Regions from separate parts of the Mus musculus genome. Here region 1 is linked to region 2. A link is a contact called in public Hi-C data. All regions are on one chromosome and are shown on one strand. Each heading gives the region's core, a stretch centred on a gene start, on an enhancer-like site or on the middle of the called end of the contact. The rest is flanking DNA. Distances are from core to core; before and after follow the strand shown. Region 1 overlaps Gm41484 (a long non-coding RNA gene). Region 2 has its middle 110 kb from the start of Gm32461.

What was found. A called contact is a pair of places that touch in the nucleus more often than the background predicts.
Region 1: a Hi-C map of uterus shows a contact between it and region 2, with 2.8 times the contacts expected there. The contact joins two enhancer-like sites. A contact is called at or near these places in 8 of 484 Hi-C or Micro-C datasets (the 3T3-L1 cell line, embryonic fibroblasts, liver and 3 more) and 2 of 115 datasets of contacts at active chromatin or transcription factors (fibro-adipogenic progenitors and heart atrium).

The regions. Positions count from the first base shown.
Region 1 is chr16:87,235,829-87,243,341 of GRCm38.p6, forward strand. It overlaps Gm41484 (a long non-coding RNA gene), which reads right to left. Exons shown (of 3, transcript XR_876207.2): 2 at 6,425-6,592; 3 at 5,009-5,125. Among named protein-coding and RNA genes, the nearest start is that of Gm41484, 7.1 kb to the right of the region's middle. Within about 2 kb of position 3,498, at least 7 of the 459 cell types and tissues checked have an H3K27ac peak or open chromatin away from gene starts, as enhancers often do. A contact at or near this core is called in uterus, where this site is marked.
Region 2 is chr16:86,689,530-86,696,286 of GRCm38.p6, forward strand. No RefSeq gene overlaps it. Among named protein-coding and RNA genes, the nearest start is that of Gm32461, 110 kb to the right of the region's middle. Within about 2 kb of position 5,077, at least 33 of the 459 cell types and tissues checked have an H3K27ac peak or open chromatin away from gene starts, as enhancers often do. A contact at or near this core is called in uterus, where this site is marked.

The DNA.
Region 1 (7,513 bases), core at 2,248-4,747, 540 kb after region 2:
ACAGACCTAGACATGGCCCTTGGCAGCTGCCTTGGCTGGAACATTATCATGGCCTCGGGTGGCAGTACAGGTCCCTCATATCAGACTGTTCCTCACCACCCTCCTTTCTCTACATCTGCACTGCTGGAGCACATGAAGAAGCTGATCCTGCACAACCAACGTTGTAGGATCTCCATGAGTCCTGGTGAGGATCCAGCATTGACAGGATAGCAGAAGCCAGGGGCCTCGGACCAGACCAATGACTCATTGCAATGAACATTTGCTAAGAAATCTGTTTGTGCAAAAGAGTATGCTGTGTGACACACTGTGACACACACTCGGCAGCTTCCATGGTGGCCAGGTGGGTGGTTGTTGTTGTTGTTGTTGTTGTTGTTTTGCTTTTTATTTGTTTGTTTGTTTGTTTGTTTGTTTTATTTTGAGGAGACAGTTGAAAGGGCAGAAAGCAGATATGAAGGGATTAGAAATGAGTGGGACTGGGGTGCAGGATGTGAAAGCACAAAGAGCCAATAATAGGTTAAAAGAAAAAGAAAAAAGAAACAGGGGAAAATGGAGTCTCTCACTATGGTGCCCAAACTGGCTGTGGGTTTCTTTGTGTCTGACAGGAGCAAATGGCAAGTCAGTCAAACCTTGGAAGGTTGTAAATTTGCCTTGGAACTAACTCAGTACAACAGACAGGGGGGCACTTCTGAAGAAAAAGGTGGGCCTTCCCTGACCATTCCAGCAGGAAAAAAAAAAAATCTGTTCCCCGTAAGAAGCTTCCTAGATTGAGACTTGTTAGAAAAAAAGAGAAGTTTCAGCATAGCGAGGGGTGGGAGGGACAATAAGGGCTGATGAGGTCTGCAAATGAAACCCATCGTATACATTCATAGAACTTCACATAAATAAAATGCTCTATTGCTCGCTCCCCGTGGAAAGTGCGGCTGGGTGACACTAACACACATGCTTATACTCACCAGATGGGTAAGCTTGTACTCGATGCAGGATGTGTCACAAGTCTTAAGCTAACAAAGGAAGAGAGAGAGAGAGAGAGATCCCTCCGAAATGAAAGAAATATCATCAGTAAGGAATGAGAGATCCCTTGCAGAAATCCCTATTTAGAGCATAATGTCTCATTTCTGTGAAAATTTAAGGTTAGAAAAATTAAGCAACCCGAGGTCATTCAGAAACTATGCGATGGTACCAGATCTGTAAATGAATTCTCAACTCCTGAAAAGGCGACATAGTCTGTATTATTATAATTATGCCGTCCCAAGCATGTGACGAAGACTCCCATTGCCAGCACAGATATCCCATTTCAGGAATGATGCTCCATTGTGCCTTCCATGTCCTTAAATGTCCCTTAAATCCGAGGTTTTATGAGACTGATGAAAATCAAAATAAAATCCACACCTGGCTTAGAAAATCCCATCGTCAGCGTAGCCAACCTGCAGCTGCTCAGGGAAGCTACAGACTGTCATCACAGTGCCACCCGAGCTCGCCCAAGAATTGTCAAGAGCTGGTGGCCCGTGGAGAGGTGGTGACGTCCAGCTGAGGTTTATCCAGGTGACTGGGTGGGTGTGTCCTTCCTGAAATCTTAACTGGAGGACCAGCATTGCTTTGCACTTGGAAGCACATCACGGCTTTTCCCAAGTGCGCAGGATTTCTGCCCTCTGTCCTTTGACAAAGGCTAACTTGAGGATGGTGAGACCTCCCTTCCTACTGCCTGTGGGGTCCAGGATACTTCTAACCCTATCTACTGTACATAACCATGGCCCATGGAACCTTTGTCTCTTTGTGTTCACCCTCATCATTAAGAAATAGGAAAACTAATTCTTTTGTATGGGCATAGGGGCACTGTCATATCTAGTTTATTCTAAATTTGAGTGTTTGTTTTCTGTCTGGCTCTGCGATGTATACTGAGGGTCTAGGATATAAAATTGGAGACTTACATGCTGAGAGTATATGGTTACATGTATGAGGACAAAGATATGAACATTTAATATCCTAAATATATGGAACCTTGGATTTGCAAAGCCAAGGTCCCTCACATTTGCTTGTGGCATCATTTAAGGTGCATTCACACTTGACTCTGCTTCACAGACTGCCTTTCGTTTCAGAGCACAAAATAGCCTGAATAAAAGACCCAAGATTGCGAAAGAGCCTCCCAAGTTCATTGAAGATCATTCAGACTCACGTGTGCGGATACATTGCTTATATTTAGAAACGTGTGCTCAAACGATGACAGCATAAGATCGCCACGGGGATGTTTTCATCTGCAGTTTTTACTTCTGTCATCCACCACAGCACGTCTGCTGTTGACCATAATCAGAAGCTTGACAAGACCACTTATTTACTTTTCACATATTTAAAATTTGCAGCTGTATTTACAACGGCAAAAAAAAAAAAAGTTAGATTACAATTCACCCCAAGATTCTCATCATAAAGTGCTGTGATTGGGTTGCCACTTCAACTGGAGAAGCAATGAGGAATTCCATGTGGAATTCCTGTATAGTATTCCTGACCACAGCCGTGCCACAGCGCCACGAAGCTCTGTGACACATCTCTTTACTCTTGGGGAATAGCCTCCAAGATTTCTGGTGGACATCTGAGAACACAGATATTACTGAACTCTATAAATACTATGGAAGTGGGTTTTTTTCTTCTATACATACACCCATTATAAAGATTAATTTGTAAATTAGGTATCATATGAGATTACCAATAGTATCATAAATTTTAACTACATTCGAACATAAGTCTTCCTCTTTCCTTATTAAGTCAAAAAAACCGTACATCTTTTGACTTAATGATATGGATCTCTGACTTCTCATTGGCATATACAAGTTTTCCACAGCATTATCTTATGCCTTGGACCCACTATTAAGTGAAATCAGTATTACCAGAGTGCAATTACTATGGTATCACAAACCAACAATCTGATAACACAGACACATACTAAGTGGCTAGTGGGAAGGTAGCAGAGTTAATGTTGGAGTCACTGGACAGAAATATGATTCACAATCCTGATGGGACAAAGAAGAACAGCGTGTGACTTCAAAGTGCTACACAGACAGCACACAGTTTAAAAGTGATGGATTGTTTGTGGAATTTTAGAGTATTATTTTTTGAAACAGTTGACTGTGGGTAATGGCAACAGCAGATAGAAAAGCTGTATAGAAGCAGAAGCACTGTAGAATGTGAGTGTCTCGTAGAAACAGTCTTTTATCAGGAGGCAGAGAACAGCTCCGTGTACTAAAAATGGTCACATTCAGCCTTCTAAAAGGAACAAACAGTGCATGTGCTCAGCGTGACATAAAGACTCCAGAAGTGAGGTGGGTGATGAGAAAGAGAAACTCTGTGTCCATGAGATACTGCTGCAAATCCAACGTGGTTTGCTTAGGAGGCCTGGCTTCTGGAGACTGACCCATTGTGACCAGAGTACCTCCACTCTGCTCAGTGCAGGCTGATGTGGGCGTGAGCTCATGACAGTGTCCAGATGCCACACCAGGGAAGAGAGCAAGCTCTTCAGAAGCTGCTGGTTATCTAGAGCTGTGGATGGACCACTGACAACTCGGCACCTCAACGTAGGACAGACTCATTTCTCCCGCACAGCTCCCTAAGTCACAAGTCTATCCCTGTGTGACTGGCATCTCTGCTGTTATCACTAGGGCCAAGTGATAGCAGCTACAGCGAAATCAGGTGTCAGTTTGGGTCTGAAGCCTGTGAAGGAGTAAAAAACTGCGTCCATTGGTTTTCTTTGCAAGGATGCAAGGCCAAAGCATCCATTTCCTTCGGAATTAGGATCCAGAGGCTATTCTCAGCCAACAGAGGTCACTCAAATTTCTTACCACAAAGCCCCATCTCGCTCCAAGCCAGGAAGAATAGCCAATGCCTGCAGATCTCCAACTGCCTCTACTTCGAACCTCTTGACCTTCTACATTAAAATAGATTGTGTGCGCAAGTAAAGCCCAGCTGGAACATGTTCCTATCTTAGTTCAGTCATTTCTGAACTGATTTAGAAAGTTAACTAGATCTGCAGCTAGATCCCTCGAACAACACATAATAGCACAAGCACAAAGCAGTGTCACGGGAAGTTCCCATAGTCAAGGCCAGTGAATGCAGGGCAAAACTTATTCTGGGATATTATGGAATGTTCCTTCAGCAGACAACCTGACTTGACCTGTTCACCTTCACAGTACATCTCCTCATTTTAAAGACGAAAGCAGATAATCCCAGATTAAAATGAAGGGAGAATAAAAGCTTTTACCACTCCCAGGGGGAGTCTCAACATTGTCAGGTTTCCGGGACTGAGGAGAAGGCTCGGCTGATAAAACACTTGTAGTGCAAGTATGAGGATCTGAGTTCAAATCCCCTGCATACCTATAAAAAAATCTTGCTGTACCAGCACTGGGGAGGCAAAGCAAGGGAATTCCTGTGTCAGGTCAGTCAGCCAGTCTAGCCAGTGGGTGAGCTCTGGGTTATGAGCAAGAGTGTGGTGGCTTCAGTGAGAGGGGCTCCCATAGACTCTTATACTTCCATGCTTGGTCCCCACCTGGTGAACTAAGGAGAGCTAGAAGGGGTGGCCTTGTTGGAACAAGGGCTGCCTCGTTGGAGGAACTATATGGCCAGGGGTGGTTTCAAAGGTTCAACCGGAACCAGTGTCTCTCTCCTTGCTACCTGTGGATCAGGATATAGAACACTCGGCTACTTCTCCAATGCCGTGTCTGTCTGCATGTCTACCGATCCTTGGCATGGTGATAATAGACTAAGCTACTAACCCTGTAAACAAGCCTCCCATTAAATACCTTCCTTTATAAACGCCATCTTGCTCATGGTGTCTCTTCCTAGCAAGAGAACACTGACTAAGCAACCCAGGCTTAAAAATAATTTTTAAAATTTATTTTTAAAATTTCATAAATAAATGAAGAACAACTGAGAAAGGCATTAGCATTGATCTTTGGCCTCCAACACACATGTACAGACAAGAACACACAAGCGCATTTTTAAAACTGGCATGTTTATTTCCATTTATTGATATTCCGGCATTCATGAATGTGTCAGTATTTGCCTTCTAAGTCTGAAGAGTTCTTCATTGTCTTCTGTATGTAAAACGGAGGGACTGATTTTATAAACCATCTTTTCATGACTAAAAAGTAAAGGGAGAAAATTAAATTAAAGAGTAAATTATTTCAATGCAAAATAGTTAATAAAAGAAAAAATTACTTATATTTACCATTCAAGGTTTTTGGGGTTTTGAGGCCAGAGCCCAAGAAAACAAGATTTCAAAAAAACCTACTTCCATATATATATATATGTGTGTGTGTGTATGTGTGTGTATACATATATATATGTATATATGTATATATATGTAATACATGTGTATAACATATTTATATTATATATGTATATATATTATATAATCATATATATTGAAATGTGGAAATAATGGTCTGCTTGTATTTCTTTTCAGATATTAATTAATTCACAAAAGATTTAAAAACATAAAAAAGAAAGATGAGCCACTGTAAATTCCCCAGCCTCCTTGGAAACCCATACTAAAATAGACGGGGAGCTGTAGGGGGTGTGTACTGCCTTTCAAGACTCTCTGAACCTTGCAGATGCATGCCTTTCTGCACATAGCACCCTGTTGCTCTCACGTCTCAGACAAACGTCACGACCAGTTTTACTGAGTTATACATAGTTTTGTAAGCCCATGTCTTCCAGAAGTCCCTGTGGTTTCCTTTGGTGAAGTCCAGCCAGTGATGAACACTGAGAATCCCAGAAGGACAAGGGATCCTCCTAAGGGGCCAACACAGAGAAGAGCAGCTTAGAGACGGTCCCAGAAAATGGCTTCCATGGTGTCCTTTGCCGGTGACCTTGCTGGGGGACTTGAGCATTGTCCCTTAGCTCCTTCATACAGCATTCAGACCATTGCTGTGGGTGGAATGGTCATAGCAGCAATAGTTTGTTGGCAAATGTGGGACCTTTTAAGGGTGATCTTTTGCCACCATTCATTTATGTACATAATATTGAAGTAAACCTGAACATTTTCTTTTTCTCTTTTTTTTTAAACTATTTATTACCTTAGCTGGTGGTCTGTATTATTTCCACATTTAGGCCATAAAATAGTCTTCCTTCCTTTCCTTTCCTTTCCTTTCCTTTCCTTTCCTTTCCTTTCCTTTTTTAATGGCTTTCTTTCAGTTAACTTTGTTGCCAGGTCTCCCAAAAAGACAGCTGAAGTCTATTAACTGTGCTGATCACTATGATTTGGAGAAGGTGTTGGCAAACTTGTGAGTAGGGCACGACGCTGCTGAGGGCTGGTGCTCTAATGATGTAAGGATGAAATGAGATAACTGGAATGGAAGGGAACGGGGTGTTCATGTGCACACATCTCTCCAACTTTCTTCTCTGATCCATCAAGTTAAGTATCTGCAAGTGTGAATACCTCCTGGGACACATCCATCTGCCTCTCACGTCTGAGTGTGCCTTTCAGGAACATTCCTGTGAATCTCCAATACACAGGCTTACGGAGAGGCCTGGGTGCTGAGTCTTCACGCTTCCAGCTACTTATAACCGCCCAAAATCATCATCCCCAGAGCATAGGACTCATGTTCTAGGGAATCAAACAGAGATAGCACAGATCAGTGTTTCAGCTATTGTGACATTTCTTACCCTCATAGCAATAAACAGATGTTTATGTTCAAGTGTGCCCATGTCAGGAAGGCCAGTTACAGCATGGGTGCTTTTTGGGGCCCACATGTCCCCCAGTGTTAGCTCCCTAGGCCATTTTACCTTTAGTAAAAATTTCCTATATATCCCTATGCTAATTTGACATTAATAGAAAACCCTGAAGTATACCTACATGATGAAAAATATATAACTCCTTTTCTCTCATCTATTCTTAATGGGATAATACTTTTTAAGACTGGGCTAGCTATGCACAGGTACTCTTTGGGGTAAATTATTGAGACCAGCAATGGGTATGCAGGTATGTTTGTTTCTGATGCCAGTTGATAATCCAAAAAGTTCCTTCCTTTGAATTTTTTATTGCTAAACTAGTGCACGTTCCCTCTCAGATGGAATAAATAGCATGGGTCTTTCTCTCTGCCCCATGGAGAATATGGAATTAGCCCTATTCTTCCTACATTAAGGACTAGTAAGAGGCATTTTAAGTACAAACCATTAAAGAAGTGTTTCCAAAGATTGCTGTATTTCTGTTTAATTACATTAGAAGAAACCAAGTATAGAATGGTATAGATAAAAACAGAATGAATCCTAACTAAAGGAATACATTCTCAGCAGCCAAGAAGTGAACTTGGTGGATCTCCATAAGCTGGAGGCCAGCCCAATCTGTGTAGCAAGGTCCAAGTCAGCAAAGTCTATGTAATGAGATCCTGTCTTAAGACAGACAGACAAAGACTGTGGGAGGAAGGGAGAGAGGTATAGAAGGAAAAAGGGAAGGAAGAAAGGACAAAAAGAAGGAAGGAGGGAATCAAGGAAAGAAGGAAGGGAGAGAGAGAAAGAGAGAAATAAA
Region 2 (6,757 bases), core at 3,827-6,326:
CTTCATTCCTCCTTAGAATAGGGAACAAAACACCCATGTAAGGAGTTGCAGAGAAAAAGTTTTGAGCTAAGATGAAAGGATAGACCATCAGGAGACGACCACTCAGGGATCCATCCCATACTCAGCCACCAAACCCAGACACTATTGCACATGCCAGCAAGATTTTGCTGAAGGGACCCTGATATAGCTGTCTCATGTGAAGCTATGCCAGTGCCTGGCAAATACAGAAGTGGATGCTCACAGTCACCTATTGGATGGAACACAGGGCCCCCAATGGAGGAGCTAGAGAAAGTATCCAAGGAGCTGAAAGGGTCTACAACCCTATAGGTGGAACAACAATATGAACTAAGCAGTACCCCTTGAGCTTGTGTCTCTAGCTGCATATGTATCAGAAGATGGCCTAGTCGACCATCAGTGGGAAGAGAGGCTCCTTGGTCTTGCAAACGTTATATGCCTCAGTACAGGGGAACGCCAGGGCCAAGAAGTGGGAATGAGTGGGTAGGGGAGCAGGGCAGTGGGGAGGGTACAGGGGACTTTTGGGATAGCATTTGAAATATAAATGAAGAAAATATCTAATAAAAAATTGAAGAAGAAAAAAGAAAGGTGTGGATGGTGGATGATGCGAGTACCCTTAACCTTCTGGCAATAAATCCAGGAATGTGAAATTAGGGTTAAACCTTGGATTTAAAGTACAGCAGTACTGTAGAGTCTAAGATAGAGTTAAAAAAAAAATAAAGCAAACAAAAAAAAAATAAAAGCCAGTCTTGATAGGAGGAAAGACAGGGACATTTTAATCATCCAAGATGAGAGGAAGAAAGATTGTGAGAGCCAGAGGTCTAGGAAGTCTGTTGAGATTCCTACAAATAAGAAGGTAGTTACACCCATGATACCACAACAATGGCAACTGCCTGAACAAGACTAAACATTGATAAAGATAATAGACATGCCAACATGGGAGAGGAAATTTCAGGGCGCCCTACTCCTGGAAAATGAGCTTCAGGCAATAAATAAACTAGTGTAAAGAGAAATCATAAGCCTTATAAGTGAAAGTTAAAATCCTTAAGAAAACACTTTCCTTTTTTTATATTGGTTGTAATTTTTTTGCATTTTTGTTAGGTATTTAGCTCATTTACATTTCCAATGCTATCCCAAAAGTCCCCCATACCCACCCACCCCCACTCCCCTACCCACCCACTCCCCCTTTTTGGCCCTGGCGTTCCCCTGTATTGGGGCATATAAAGTTTGCGTGTCCAATGGGCCTCTCTTTCCAGTGATGGCCGACTAGGCCATCTTTTGATACATATGCAGCTAGAGTCAAGAGCTCCGGGGTACTGGTTAGTTCATAATGTTGTTCCACCTATAGGGTTGCAGATCCCTTTAGCTCCTTGGATACTTTCTCTAGCTCCTCCATTGGGAGCCCTGTGATCCATCCATTAGCTGACTGTGAGCATCCACTTCTGTGTTTGCTAGGCCCTGGCATAGTCTCACAAGAGACAGCTACATCTGGGTCCTTTTGATAAAATCTTGCTAGTGTATGCAATGGTGTCAGCGTTTGGAAGCTGATTATGGGGTGGATCCCTGGATATGGCAGTCTCTACATGGTCCATCCTTTCGTCTCAGCTCCAAACTTTGTCTCTGTAACTCCTTCCATGGGTGAAGAAAACACTTTCCTATTTATTTTCTTTGAAGAGTACTAGGCCTAAGTTTTCCCCTCCTGTTGTCATTCTCCAGGGACATTGTGAATCTCATCGCCATTGCCCTTAGAACTTTCTGAAGAGCTTTTTTCTGCTTTTCGTGTGTTCTTTAGATATCAAATTGTTATTATTAACCTATCTTCAATTCTTAAATGGTGCATAAAGATATATAAAACATATGAATTATAACATAATATATTCATTCATATATATATATACTATCTAATGTTTAATCAAGGTTAAATATTTACCTTTGAAAGCATAACTCATTTGACAAAACACTAAAATCATCTCTTCCAGGTTTTTTTTTAAATCATGGCATCTTATTGTCATTTATATTTCCACTACTATGTGTTTGAAAATAAAACTTCTTGTTCATGTCTTCCTATCAATTGGTACTCATTGAAAACCAGAATAAAGAACTTGAGCTAATGAGTAGCTTCATATTAACATACCAACCCTCAGAAAGGAGAGTCATATATTATCTTGACACTTGAGGTATCTGATTTTGGTAAAGAACTCAAACACTTTAGATCTTGTGTAAATATACTATTGTATCTTTTAAGCTCCTCAATTAAACATCTACATCTAAATTTTGGGGCTATATGTCTATAAATTGGCCTTTGAATATTGAGTATTTGAATGGCATAAAATCACTTCAATCAGTTTAATTTTTCACTGTGAGTATAAGTATGGGACAGAGTGCAAAAAATCTTTCTATGATGTTCAATTGCTTCTATTTAATTTCATGATTATTTTTTAAATTATTATTTATGGGTATGTTTATATATGCTGTACATGTGGATGTTCAAAGATGCCTCCCCAGAATAGTGTTCTTGATGATTACCATGTGTTGTTGGTGTTAGAATCTAAATTTCCAGGGATGGTGAGATGTCTCAGCGAGTAAGTGCAGTGACTGCTCTTCTGAAGGTCCTGAGTTCAAATCCCAGCAACCACATGGTGGATCAAAACCACCCGTAATGAGATCTGACTTCTGGTGTGTCTGAAGACGTATAATGATAAATAATAAATCTTTGGGCCAGAGCAAGCAGGGACTGAGCAATCAGAGTTGATCGAAGCAAGCAGGGCCAACTGGAGAGAGCAGAGGCCCTAAAAATTCAATTCCAACAACCACATTAAGCCTCACAATGGACACAACTACAGTGTACACACATACATAAAATAATTAAATAAATCTTAAAAAAAGAAAAAAATAAAATCTAAATTTCCATATTCTGCAAAATCTAAGATCTGTGATACTAAATGATTCTGGACAATACTGATCATTTTATTTATGATCTACATATTCTTAGCATATTTATCATGTTTCATAGTGTAGTTAATCATGAAAGTACATATATGTTATGTACTGTGATTGTTATTCTACTAACACCTGTCTTTAAACAATAATTTTCATTTTTTTACCAATAATTTTCTTATGTTGTATTTTTTTTAATTAGGTATTTTCCTCATTCACATTTCCAATGCTATTCCAAAAGTTCCCCATACCCTGCTCCCCCCCCCACTCCCCTACCTACCCACTCCCACCTTTTGGCCCTGGCATTCCCCTGTACTGGGGCATATAAAGTTTGCATGTCCAATGGGCCTCTATTTCCAGTGATGGCCGACTAGGCCATCTTTTGATACATATGCAGCTAGAGTCAAGAGCTCCGGGGTACTGGTTAGTTCATAATGTTGTTCTACCTATAGGGTTGCAGATCCCTTTAGCTCCTTGGGTACTTTCTCTAGCTCCTCCATTGGGGGCCCTGTGATCCATCCAATAGCTGACTGTGAGCATCCACTTATGTGTTGTATTTTTAATTACCACGGTTTTGAGTGTAAGTCAAACATTCCATACCTAGCATCATTTTGTCTTTCTCTTCACCATGTAAGTGAACCAGAGGTTTACTTATCTCCAGACTGACATAGTCATGCATATTTTCTCTTATATTTCATCTGGGAAGGCTGGACTTCCATACAGGATGGTAGTCATCAGAATTTCTTGTTATAACTGGCTTCATAGAAGTATACAACAGAGGTGACAGGAAGACGAGAGTTATACAACATCACTGATGACACTTGGTATTAGTCAGACTCAATAAAGGGGTTGCCTTCTCTAAATGAATGAAGATAAATGATTTATAAGGAGTTCTAATGTTGTATTAGTCAGGGATTTCTAGAGTTACAGAACTTATGGAATATCTCGTTATATTAAAGGAAATTATTGGAATGACTTACAGTCTGGAGTCTTAACTAACCCATTAGTGGGCACTTTGAATGGAAATCCAAGAATCTAGTAATTGCTCACTCCCACAAGGCTAGGTGTTTCAGCTGGTCTTCTGTACGAACAGGAATCCTGAAGAAGTAGGTTCCAACAGATGTGCTGGGAAGTAAACACAAACAGGCAGTGGAAAAGGAAGCCTTCATTATGTAGGCCTCTACCAGAGCATATGGCCCAGATTAAAGGTGTGTACCACCATGTCTGAACTTAAGCTATTCTTTACTTGGAATTTGCTCTGTCTCGTGCTCTTCTTGAACTCAGAGATCTGCTCGCCTCTGTCTCCTGTCATTAAATGTGTATACCCACCTTGCCAGGGCCTAAGGTTTTCGTAGTTACTATGTCAAGATCCAGATCACAAGCCTCAAGATCTGCAATACAGGTGTGCCCTACATTTCTGGATTGTAGTTCATTCTAGATGGGGTCAAGTTAACAACTAGGAATAGTGATCATAGAGGTATAAGTCAGATTTTAACTATGGTATACATGGGAAGAAAGTACATACAATCATAAATAAGATAACAAAGAACAAACTTCAAAGGAACATTACAAAATATAATTTACCTATCAAAAAGATCTTTAAAATGTCACCAATGAGAAAGTTTATGAGACCAGGAAAAAAAAAGGAACATTTTTAAATACATCGTCCATCTTCTTCATTCATTTTATTATTTCCGCATTTATTCATTCATGACACAAATATGTGGTAATGTCCTCTCTTAAGCCTCTAGGCTTTTATTAAACAAAGTAACTGTAACCACGAAGAGGCAAATATTTCATTCTTTGCTTCATGATGTTTACAATTTAATAGCACAAATTATACCCTTAAAAAAAAAAACCAATTGACTATAACCCTGGTAATAAAGACACCAACAATGTTTACATAATTCGTAAGTGAAAAAAAAAAACTATATGTAACAAAGATTAATGTAACATAAAATAATTAAATAAAGTGCATAGATGCATTCAGTTATTTAATCAAATAAGCTTAATTTAGGGCTTTGTTGTATCCCTAGGTTCATTCTAAATCATTAGGCCAATGCATAAACCATGTTCTAACAAAAACAGATGGTCCCCAGCACACAGGGCCACTCCATCTGCTCTGTAGTTCCACATGGGAATGGCTTCCTTTTGCTTACCAGCCCATCCCTGGTTCCAAGAAAACATGAGCCTCTTAAGGTCGAAAATCTAGTGGCTTGCAAGTCAGCTGGCAGTGTTTCTGCATTTTTAAGCAAGCTTGGATATCGTGGGGAGCTTAGTGTTCACTCTGAAACTGACCCTTCTGAGCCAAGTTCAGAGCAGTGCGAGTTATCAAAGCTGACAGGCTTTTGGCAAGTTGTTGAAGACTTTCAGGCCAGGATCCTTTCCAAACTCAGATGGGAACAATTAGGATAAATAATAGTTCTTGAAATGGCTAGTTCTTACTATGCCTTTTAAATGTATTTAGTGTGCAATAATGGAATTTATAGCTTATCTATAGCACACTATCTATTCAAAAGAAAACAGGATCTAATTGAAAGGTGAGACAGCCTTGAGAATTGCTAACCAAGAGTTGGGACAAAAATAACAAAGAGGTATTTTAAAAACCCTTACTTTTAAGATTTTATAAGACATAACTAAGTAATATACTATATATATACACATATATATCCTTTATATAAGTAATATACTATATATATATATATATATATATATGTATCCCCTAAACTTGTACCCCAACACCAAAAGCAATATTTAGGAAACCTTGTTCAAACATACTACATAGACAAAACACATACAGACACACAATTAAGGGATTATGACTACCCCTGCCCCAATAATCAAAGCTTTTGTTAGTATGCAATACAGACTTCTAAAGCTAGGAAAATATTGAGGATACACACATGATATTGGTATGCAACAAATTCAAGACACAGAATGGATGCAAACAAGAGAGCAACAGGAGATGCAAACCTTCTATATCAAGAATAACTCACTTGGTGTTGCTAATCTCTTGACTTCCTGCAGACTTGCTTTTGCTTTTCTTGGTTGTTTTACTTTATCTGTCCTAAGGGCAGAGAAATACAACGATCTCATGGTTGACATTCCAAACTTGGCCTATTAAAAAAATAAGGCTTTGACCCAATTAGTTGCAAGTAGAGTCATTAAACTATCGTAACACCTCTTCAGTGATTTTGTCAGCTTGGTGTTCTCGAACTTTTAACAAGAAAGATTATTGTTTATAATTATGCCTGAATTTTTAAGCTGGGTTAAAATGTTATTTATTTAAAGTTATAAGTACAGCTATATTTTCTACATATTAATAATTAGTTTTTGTGTGGTTTTTGCAGATATATTTTATCCATCATATGAATATCTTTATTGGTATAAAATGATAGTAAAAAATGTTTGAAGAGTATAGGGAAGTGATTTGTATTTCATATATACAAAGAGCTTCTTGATGACATGTAAGTGATCTGGTTGTGATATCAGTCACCCTATTGATTGTCACGGTTAAGTCTGTTGATATGTTTAGATAAGTGGTAGACCCTTCTCTTATTGCTCCATGCCTACCCTCTCAATGCACAAGCTTTGTTGAAGAATATCTTCTTATCTGAGCAGAGGACAATTCGATTCTTTAGAGTGAGAGTAGCTTTAAAATAATTCAATGTACAAAGCGATTAGGCATGTATAGAATGCATTTCATTATTTTTCAATACAAAGAATCTAAATATGGTGATTCTTTAGTCCATAAATCTTTTAAGACAAAAAATCACACTAAATGCTTTAATTACTTTGCAGAACA